Linked DNA regions of Mus musculus: regions 1 and 3 are each linked to region 2. A link is a contact called in public Hi-C and promoter capture Hi-C data. All regions are on one chromosome and are shown on one strand. The core of a region is the stretch at or near the end of the contact, and the rest is flanking DNA. Distances in the headings are between cores, read along the strand shown.

Region 1 (2,905 bases), core at 164-2,663, 4.8 Mb before region 2:
GGCTTGCCTGATACAACCCTAACATACAGCAAATTTGTCTCTCAGTGTTAACTTGGAAGAGAGAAAAAGTTCTCATAGGTTTCAAGTGGTAGTTACTTAGCATAAGCACTCCCCCCAAAGGTCTAACTTTGACACAGACGTGAGAAAATAAAACAGTTGTCCAGCAAGTGCAGGGGCGGAAGATGTGGGGGTAGGCAGCGATGTTGCTTTTTAAAAACACCACCCCTACAAAATACCAGAGATTTCTGTTTGGACAGACCTTTGTGTCAGAGTGGAAATGGGGAAAGCATGGTTGTCTGTGACCGTAGTTTTACCAGAAGTTCGCTCTGTTTGTAATGGGAATGGCTGATTGAAAGAAATCAACCCTGCCTCTATTTCCCTAAAAATACAAAGCCTTAGGCATTCATTCTATTCGTTCACGACGGACCCAAGTGAAAACAAATGCACTGATGTCTGTCCGCCTGCAAAACCGTCTCCAAAGATCGCTGTGACCAGCTACTGGGGACTGTCACCTGTAACTGCAACCACAGGGCTACAAGTTCTAAATAAAGTAGGTGTAGCGATAGAGTCCCCCCCCCCGCCCCCCCCCCCAAAAAATGTTTTTACAGAAGTCTCCAACAGACTGACAACAAACACTGAGATGCCCAGTGTCTTCGCCACAACACTTTCAGGCGCCGCTACGGTCCAGAGGCTGGGAGGAGATCCCTGAAAACTCCTGTCACCTAAGTGAGATGCGGCGGGACAGCACGCTCACCAAGTTCTCCGCGTGAGAACCGGGGACGACGGGTCGGTTTCGTCAACGCCACAAGGGCAGCGACCAGAAGGGAGGAGTTCTAGGGCGGTGACCGGCACCTGCCTCCTCCCTCCAGCCAGCGTCGCCTCCTGGCCCCCCTCGACCCTCGGAGGCCCAGGTCGGGGACCCTGGGCGAACCGCGCCCAGGCTCTGCGCTCGCAGGTGTGGACAGTGCCCGGGGACGCAGCGCCAGGCCTCCACCCTCTCAGGCCTCCTGGGCACCCGCCACCTGAGCGCCGTGGGCCGGGCAAAACCAAGGGCAGGCGGCGGCTGCGGGGCGCTCACCTTCTGGATGGAGGATTTGCCGCTGCGCCGGAGCCCCATAAGCAGGATCCTCGGCTTGGAGCTGTCAGCGCCGCCCGGGCCGCAGCCGCCGCCGGCCCCCGCGCCTCCGCCGCCACCCGCCGCTGCCTCCTCTTCCTCCTCCTCCACGCCGTAGCCGAAGTCCTTGGGGAACGAGTCGGCTGCGCCGTAACTGCCGGCCAGGGGCGTCTCCTCCGCCCCGTACTGCAGGGACATGGTGCTGGACCACCACCGCCCGCGCCCTGACAGGCCAGGCCAGGTTAGGCCGCCGCCTCCCCAGGCCGCCGCTGTTGCCGCCGCCCCCGGCAGTAGCCGCCGCAGGGCCCGCCCATAAGCCCAGCTCCGATTGGGCCGCCGCCAAGCTTCGGTTTATTATTGGCTGGGCGGGCTGCCACTCTGGGACAACAGGGTAAGTGGTACTATCACGTGCCCGGAATCACCTGACTAGCAGCGGCAGAAGGGGGGGAGGCGTCACGAGGAGTTCGGCCTGGCCGCGCCTCTCGTCGGCCTCCGGGCCTTCGCCCTGGGGGCACAGCCCGCAACGCACCTCGGCCTTCCATGCGCGCGCTGGGCTGCTCCCCGCTCCCCGCCTTCTTCCGGGCTCCGAGAGCAACGCAGGGAAGCTTCTAGGCGTCTGGGTAAGAATTCTTTGTGCCCCCCTCCCTTGTTGCAGCTGCCCTGCCAGTATTTAGTGATGCTTGTCAGGTCCTGGGTACCAGGAAGGCACTGGAAACTGAATTGCCCCTCCATGCCCTCAAGTTGCTTGAAGCTGAACAGAGATTGGACTTCTGTGTAAGTTGACTCAGTACAGATTTTATGGGAAAAGGCCATGAGGATAGATGAATTGCTCTGGAATTGGGTGAGTCCACCGGAGGTCGTGTGTGAGCCAGTCCAGACCTATAGATTCGGCACGTGCGAAAGGCAATTAGGAATCTCAGTGATAACTTGCCTATGCTGGTACCTGGAACCCGATAAGGAAAACAGATACGAGCATGCTAAAACATCTTCTAATTCCGTAAGCAGATCGCTGATAGGATACTGCTGCCCTTATATTCTACCGACTCCATCTTCACGCCCACCTAGTGCCCCTCCAGTAACCCATCCAGCAACTGAGTACTTGACTTCTTTGTGATTAGAGACTAGAGGAATTAGGGCTAATGAAGGCAAATGATTACTGCCAAAGTATGTTTCAGAAAGTTGTAAATGTCTCGGACTCCCAGAAGTGGAAATTTGACAACCCTTAAAATACAGCCGTGTACACTCAAAAGGAGTTGGGGTAGGGATAGGGCTTCTGGTTTTACAAAGTGACTGTTGTTTGCAGGGCTAAGGATGAAATTCGGGGTCTTTTGCGCATGCTAGGGAAAATTCTACCACATAGTCTCATCTCCTACTCAGACAGACTGATCTGACTGTAGAGAGAAAAGTAAGCTCTAGTAGGCCGTCACAACCTCACCTAAAAAATATCAACTCCACAGTACCTAATAGACAGGCAGAATGCACTTAAATATGCGTGTGTCTCTCAGTATCAATGGGAGAATGCTTTCAGGACACCCTTAATCCGATTAACCGACTGGAAGACGGTCAGATTCCTAGTATAGGCTATTTACATGTGAACCTATGCACACTCCATGTACTTTATATTATCTCTGCATTAATTATAATAACCAGTACAATGAAAAATGAAATTGTGTCTTTGCCAGGCATGATATGATGGCCCACATCCGTAAATCTCAGTACATCTGAGGCAGGTGTAGAATTCCCCCCAAAAAGTTCTAAGTCAGCCCACTCTACACATCCTTGACAGCCTTA
Region 2 (2,945 bases), core at 158-2,657:
GTGATCAACGAGCATTGATTTTTTTTTACCCTCTTCTCTACTCAGAATATTCATCTTATCAGCTCAAAAAATAAATATCAAGCGGAGTGTGGTGGTACCCGGGCTTACAGCCTTCGCGAAGCAGAGACAGGCGGATCTCTGTGAGTCTGAGGCCAGCCTGGTCTACATATGAACTCTAGGGCAGACAGGGCTAGGGGATGATGTCTCCGAAACAAAAGCAAAATCCAAGGAATTTGAAAGACGGAGATTAACCTAGGTCTGAGAGAAAAGTTTTACGCGGAAAAACCAAAGTTCGGAGTTTAAGTGGCATCTGAGAGACTCCCGGGCCTCAGTTGGTTTTTGTTTTGTTTTGTTTTTTTGTCTTTATACTTAGTTACATTCTATCTCTATCACTGTGGCCCTGCAGAGACTGTCAGTACGACCATCCGGAGTCAACTGGAGCTTCCTTTCCTGAGTTCCACCAAAACACCCCCACTGCCCAGTAAAGGCAGCCAGGGATTTAACACATGCTCGCACTGTTCTTAACTTTAAACAGGTAAAGGGGGGGGGGCGTGAAAGTGCGCATCCTTGAGCCTTCCTACATACTAAGACGGGAAAATCCAATTTTATTTTAATTTAAAAGGGACTAGAACTAACTCTACACAAAGCAAAGGCGGGACAAGAAAGAAACAATGTCGCACATCCAGGAGGGGTTCCGTAAATCCGGCCCATACAGGGCAAGCCTGATCACAGGTGAAGAGAGATCTTATCCAGTCAGTAGCTTGCCCCGGGGAAAGGCCCCACATCCCTGGAGGACTGCGCATCGTGAGGTCCTCAGAGCTCGTCAGCCCCCGACCCTGGCCTGGAGGAAGTGCCTTCTCCTCCTGGCCACCCCCATGGCCCGGGTTCCGGGCGCGGCGCGGGCTCCGGGCGGGTCCCGCCTCCTCCGCTCCTAGCCGGGGCCCGGCCGGGGGCTCGGCTCTTTTAGCCAATGGGCGCCGCGCTCCGGCCCCCTCCCCCGCGCGGGAGGAGCCGCCGAGGTCGTGCGCGACGTGCGGCGCCTGGGCCCCTGATCCGCGGCCCCCGCCCCGACCGCGTGAAGCGCGCGGCGGCTGCGTGAGGAAGCGGGGACTCGGACAGGCGCCCCGGCCCGCGCTCGGCAGCACATCCCTACCCGGGACTCCCAGCCCCGTTACTCACCTTGCTGCTGGGATCCATGGCCGCGCTGCGCTCGAAGCTCTAGCTGTGCCGGCTGCGAGACGGAGAACGGACGCGCTGTAACTATGCGTCTCCCGCCAGACCTCCACGCCCTGACGCACTTAAGACCCCGTAGCTCAGATCGTCACTCTACAAGCAAGCCTCTGCTCTTGGGGGAGAGCGCGCGGAGCTGCCTTTTTATAGGACCGCCGCCATTGGTTCTGGGGTGTAGGTGGGCCCGAAGGGGGCGGGGCCTGGGGAGCACGTCCGGGGCGGGACTCTGAGAGGCGTGGTTCTGTGGGGAGGTGGGGAGGGACGGAGGGCTACTGACCACAGTCTGGCTCTGGATGCTAGAACCTGCAGTCCCAGGGTGTGCGGGGCACCCGTTGGGGGCGCTCGCTGTGTGGCTCTGAGCTGGTTTGCACACCTCTCTGAGTCTCAATGGCCACTAGCAAAATGGTAGCGCTTGGTGCGGGGCTGTAAGCCAGCGCTAGGACTCTGGCTTCCTCACTAGGCTGCCGGATAACTTTGGTAGACTAGTCATAATAATAGTACAACCTCCTGGGTTATTAGGAAGATTAAACGAGTTAGTATTTGGATGGTGTTTACAACCGCGTGTGTTATGTGTAAAGTGGCATTAAGTTCATTAGAGAGACCACGGGAGGTCTGGCTCCGAAGCTGAATTCTCTCTCCTTGCTCCGTGTTCCTGTGCCCAAGGCCAAGCTCCTCTTTTGCTCCTAGACACCATGCCCACCACTTCTCTAAGCTGTAAAACCACCACCTCCCTCCATTTCTGACTTTATGGTGACACCTAAGTGTGAAGACCAGAGAGGCTGGGTGTCTAAATGGTTAAGGACATAGAACACCTTGGCATTGAACCAGCTCACCTATAAACCGCCTCTAGCTGGTCCTGGGCAAGCTCCCAGCCAATGAGCAGCGGGTTTCTCCTGGATAAAATGAGATTTGTTATCAAACCCTGGGCTATGAGAATTACAGGTGAGCTCCTGGAGTGGTGAGTAGGACAGTCAATAGCCTCTGTGGTCCCTCCAGTCCATGTCCCATCTAGGTTCACCTGAAGGGGGGATCTGGGAGAAATGACTTTCTGTTAGAGACAGGAAGCTGAGCTGTGTGCCAGGTGCTGGCCTAGGAGGGCACCCTAATTGAGCATGGACCCCTGAAAAGTAAAGCATGTGGAACTGGTGAGTCTGGGGTTCCCCTTCTCCTCTCTCCTGATCACCACTTTGCCCCCCCCCCCCCGAGTTTCTTCTGCTGACTGCAAGACCTGCCTCCTCTGCTCTTGCTTTCTCCAACCCTGGACCTGTTTCTTTCCTTCAATACATATGATGCAGGGCTGGAACAAGGCCCAAGCCTGGTCTCCCAGGCCCTTTCTTAGGGTACCAGTTCACAAATTCAGTCGCCCCCATTATAGAACTGCATGCCTATATCTCAGCCAACAAGTCACCAATCAGCCATCTTTTTTCTCCTCTATGACGGACGGTCCCGTGCTAGTCAGTGTCCCTAGGACAGAAGCATGAGAGTCTGTTGCTAGCTTCAGGGAGTCCCCAAGCTGGAGGGACAGGGAGAGGGGCAGTGTAAACCATATCAAGGATGAATACAGGGTAAGTCTCCAGAGAGAAGTGTGTGTGTGTGTGTGTGTGTGTGTGTATGTGTGGCTCTTTGGGAAGAGGGAGGTGATGCAGAGCAGGGTTTGGAAGGTAGTTCAATAGGTGGCTAGATTATGAAGGCCATTCTTGACAGAAGATTAGATA
Region 3 (2,974 bases), core at 131-2,630, 3.8 Mb before region 2:
AATGAACATATTATAAACGGATGATTTTTGTGCCATAATTTGGTATGTTGTCATTTCTGTTTTAAACAAACTGGGAGTCATAAACTGGGGGAGGCCAGTAAATTGTCCAAAGCACCTTGATCAAAGTCGGGACGCTAGTAAAGGGCTCGGAGTCAGGAATGGAACAACTTACGTCTACAACCAGAGGCACCCAATGCCTCAAATGTTCCCAGATCTATCTATCACTGGGGATGATTAAATTCATTGGTTCTAAGACAGTCAAATGCGTGCTCTGTTTAAAGTTTCAACATCTACTTTGTGACCTTGGCAAGTTATTCAGCTTCCTCATTTGAAGCTCCGAGGATGTAATGGTACCTACCGCAGAGAGTTGCTATTAGGATTAAATGAAAATGGTTTGAGCGCTCAGCACAAGCCTGGCATGTAGTCAGCGCACAGTAAATGGTAGCTATTATTACATGAACTGTATTTGTTGAATGATTGACTCTGGCATATAACACCTGCATTCAACTTGAACGCGGAGTTGTCAGTCATCCAGTCGAAGGGGTAGGAACCATAGCACAGCACTCGCCAATTTTTTTTCTAGAAATAAATCTTTGTGGGAGGATAATGACCGGTTGGAAAGTGTTAAGTCCGGAGGAAACAAAGACGCGATCCCCCGTCTAAGAAGCAGGGAGGCGAAGACTGCCCTGCAGGCTGCAGTTACAGCTCTGAATCGCACACGGGCTCATTAGCAGCCAGCTGGGCATACATAGCTTGGGGCGATGAAGCCTCAAAAGCAAGATTTTTAAGGAATGGGACAAGATCTCCTTTAATTTTGCTCATTTCATTTCAGGGACCACACCCTACAGGGTGGGAGGAAGAACTCCGAAGCCTGAGGCGGAAGCTTAAGCACAGCCACGGACCTGACCATCTATGGTCACAAAACGCACAGAGCAAACAGGAAGTGGGGCGCGAGTGGAAGATTTTCTCCACCTTCCCAGCCCTAGCCTCGGAATCGAGCGAGGGCGAGCATGCCCAGACGCTCAAAGCCTACTCTATTAGCCTCCGCGACCGAGTCCATTGCTTTTCTGTACTACAGACAGGGAAACCAAGGCTTGCACGCCCAGCCAGGGGCGAAATTTGGTCCCGGTCCCCCCAACCACCAGACACTGGGTCTCAGAGCCTTCTAGCCCCACTGTTGTTCCCTGAACCTCTTCCGGACTGAGGCTAAAAACGTAACGACCTCAGTCTCCGAGCACAAATTGACAAAACAAGCAGCCACTCAGCTGTCTTCCTTTGAGGAGGTGGGGCTTGGTTAGGAACTCCAGCTCCTTATTGGTCTGGGCCTCGGGGCGTGACCAACCGTGGACACGCCCCTTCCCCGAGTTTTCCTCCCCCACCTCCCTTGGAGGCGGAGCCCTTTTCCAAACGCTCCTAAGCCAGATTCTCTCTCCGGTGGCGGGGAATGAGGGCGGAGTCACGAGCGGAGCGGCCAAACTTCTTCCTCTCCCCCGGGCTAGCGTTACAGCCAGTGGTTCATTTCCGGTGGGGGTGCCGCGCCCAGTGAGGGCCCGGAAGTGGGTCGCGCGAAGACCGCTGGGCGGTTCTTGCCGGAAGTGGAGAGCGGCTGATCGCAGTCCGGAGGTGAGGCGGAACTCTTAAGGTGAGGGTTGGTGGTTGGATAAGGATTGGGATGGTCTTTGGGGCCCACCGGGTCCTGGCCGTTAGTAAAGGCTGTGCTAGCCTACGCGCGTTTGAGGAGTCTTGCTGAAAGGCCGGGGTTTGGGCCCTTCGGCCATCCCGGGCTCCTGGGTGCGGTCTCTTGAGGTGGGGCTGGGGTACCAGATTGAACCAGGAGGTCTTGGGGAAGCCACTTTCTCCTTGATTTCGCAGCTCTGCCTATCAGCCTCCGCGGAGGCCTGATTCCTAAAGGCATCCTAACCAACTGAATGGACCCTGGGAGACCTTAGAATTTCCTCCTGACCGGGTCTTGTTCCCATTACTCGGATGGGTAACTTGATCTCGGAGAAGAAAAGAATCTGGTTTTAGAGAGAGGTTTCCAGTCCTAGATCCTTCCTTTCCTTGGAACCTCTCTAACTTTCGATCTGGGCAGCTGCAGGTTAAAGGCTATCTGGTAGTAGAACTAAAAAAAAAAAAAAAGTTAAAAATTTGGAATGCCTGTTAAATTTAAGGTAGGCTAGTAAGCCCTGCGTTTACGTTCAGTGAGCTCCCCTTACTCTTAGACTGCCACTGTTCACTCGCAATCCAAGCTAACTTTATGGGAGGTGCTGTCCACTTCTGGATCTGAAGTCAGATGATTCAGGTTGGGTCTGGCACAGTTGCCAAGTGCCTGTGGTCGTAGGATCGCTGTGTTTATTCTGTGTTGGCAACATGGAAAATGTCATCGAATACAGCTTTGAAAAGTCTAGTCATTGCCCCCATCGAGTTAGCAGTGAAAGACAGTTAAGAAATAGTTACAAATGTGGTGAGGGTGCTGTGGAAGGACGCAGCAAGGGAGTCAGAAGCGTTTTGAAAGATCAAGAGGGTGTGTGTGTGTGTGTGTGTGTGTGTGTGTGTGAGAGAGAGAGAGAGAGAGAGAGAGAGAGAGAGAGAGAATATATTAGATAGAGGTTAGTTAGTATCAGAACTGTCAGCTGTAGCTCTTTGTACTGCTTTCCCTTGAAGTGAAAATCCAGGGTTAGAACAGCACGTTCATCATCTGCCAAGCATTTATTGGACCTCAGTATGTGTGAAAACATTTTAGCTTAGGCACTTAGCCCTTCTGGCTAGGAATACACTTGTTCTCTGGTGATATGTACAGTATGGGAGGAACCGGCAAATCAAGGGTGGTTGAGTGTGTGCACTGTGTGAACACAGAGCTACTGAGAACAGGAGAAATATCTGAACCACAGTTCTAGGCAACAATGAGGGACTTAGTGTTTCAAGATTTCCTTAGGCATATAATGAGCCTAGGAAACGGATTTCTAGGCAGAAC

Evidence for each region. Promoter capture Hi-C pulls out the DNA fragments that hold promoters and counts their contacts. Hi-C and Micro-C count contacts between places; a contact is called where the count stands out from the background.
Region 1: a Hi-C map of CD4 T cells shows a contact between it and region 2, with 4 times the contacts expected there. The contact joins the promoter of Rragc here to the promoter of Slc2a1 in region 2.
Region 3: a promoter capture Hi-C map of cranial neural crest shows a contact between it and region 2. The contact joins the promoter of Cap1 here to the promoter of Slc2a1 in region 2.

What each region holds. Positions count from the first base shown.
Region 1 is chr4:123,915,941-123,918,845 of GRCm38.p6, reverse strand. It overlaps Rragc (Ras-related GTP binding C), which reads right to left and starts at 1,413. Exons shown (of 7, transcript NM_017475.2): 1 at 1,079-1,413. The coding sequence starts at 1,312. It also overlaps D130007C19Rik.
Region 2 is chr4:119,107,207-119,110,151 of GRCm38.p6, reverse strand. It overlaps Slc2a1 (solute carrier family 2 (facilitated glucose transporter), member 1), which reads right to left and starts at 1,407. Exons shown (of 10, transcript NM_011400.3): 1 at 1,180-1,407. The coding sequence starts at 1,197. Gm52706 (a long non-coding RNA gene) reads left to right here and starts at 1,403. Exons shown (of 2, transcript XR_003955269.1): 1 at 1,403-2,375.
Region 3 is chr4:122,884,482-122,887,455 of GRCm38.p6, reverse strand. It overlaps Cap1 (CAP, adenylate cyclase-associated protein 1 (yeast)), which reads left to right and starts at 1,380. Exons shown (of 13, transcript NM_001358035.1): 1 at 1,380-1,642.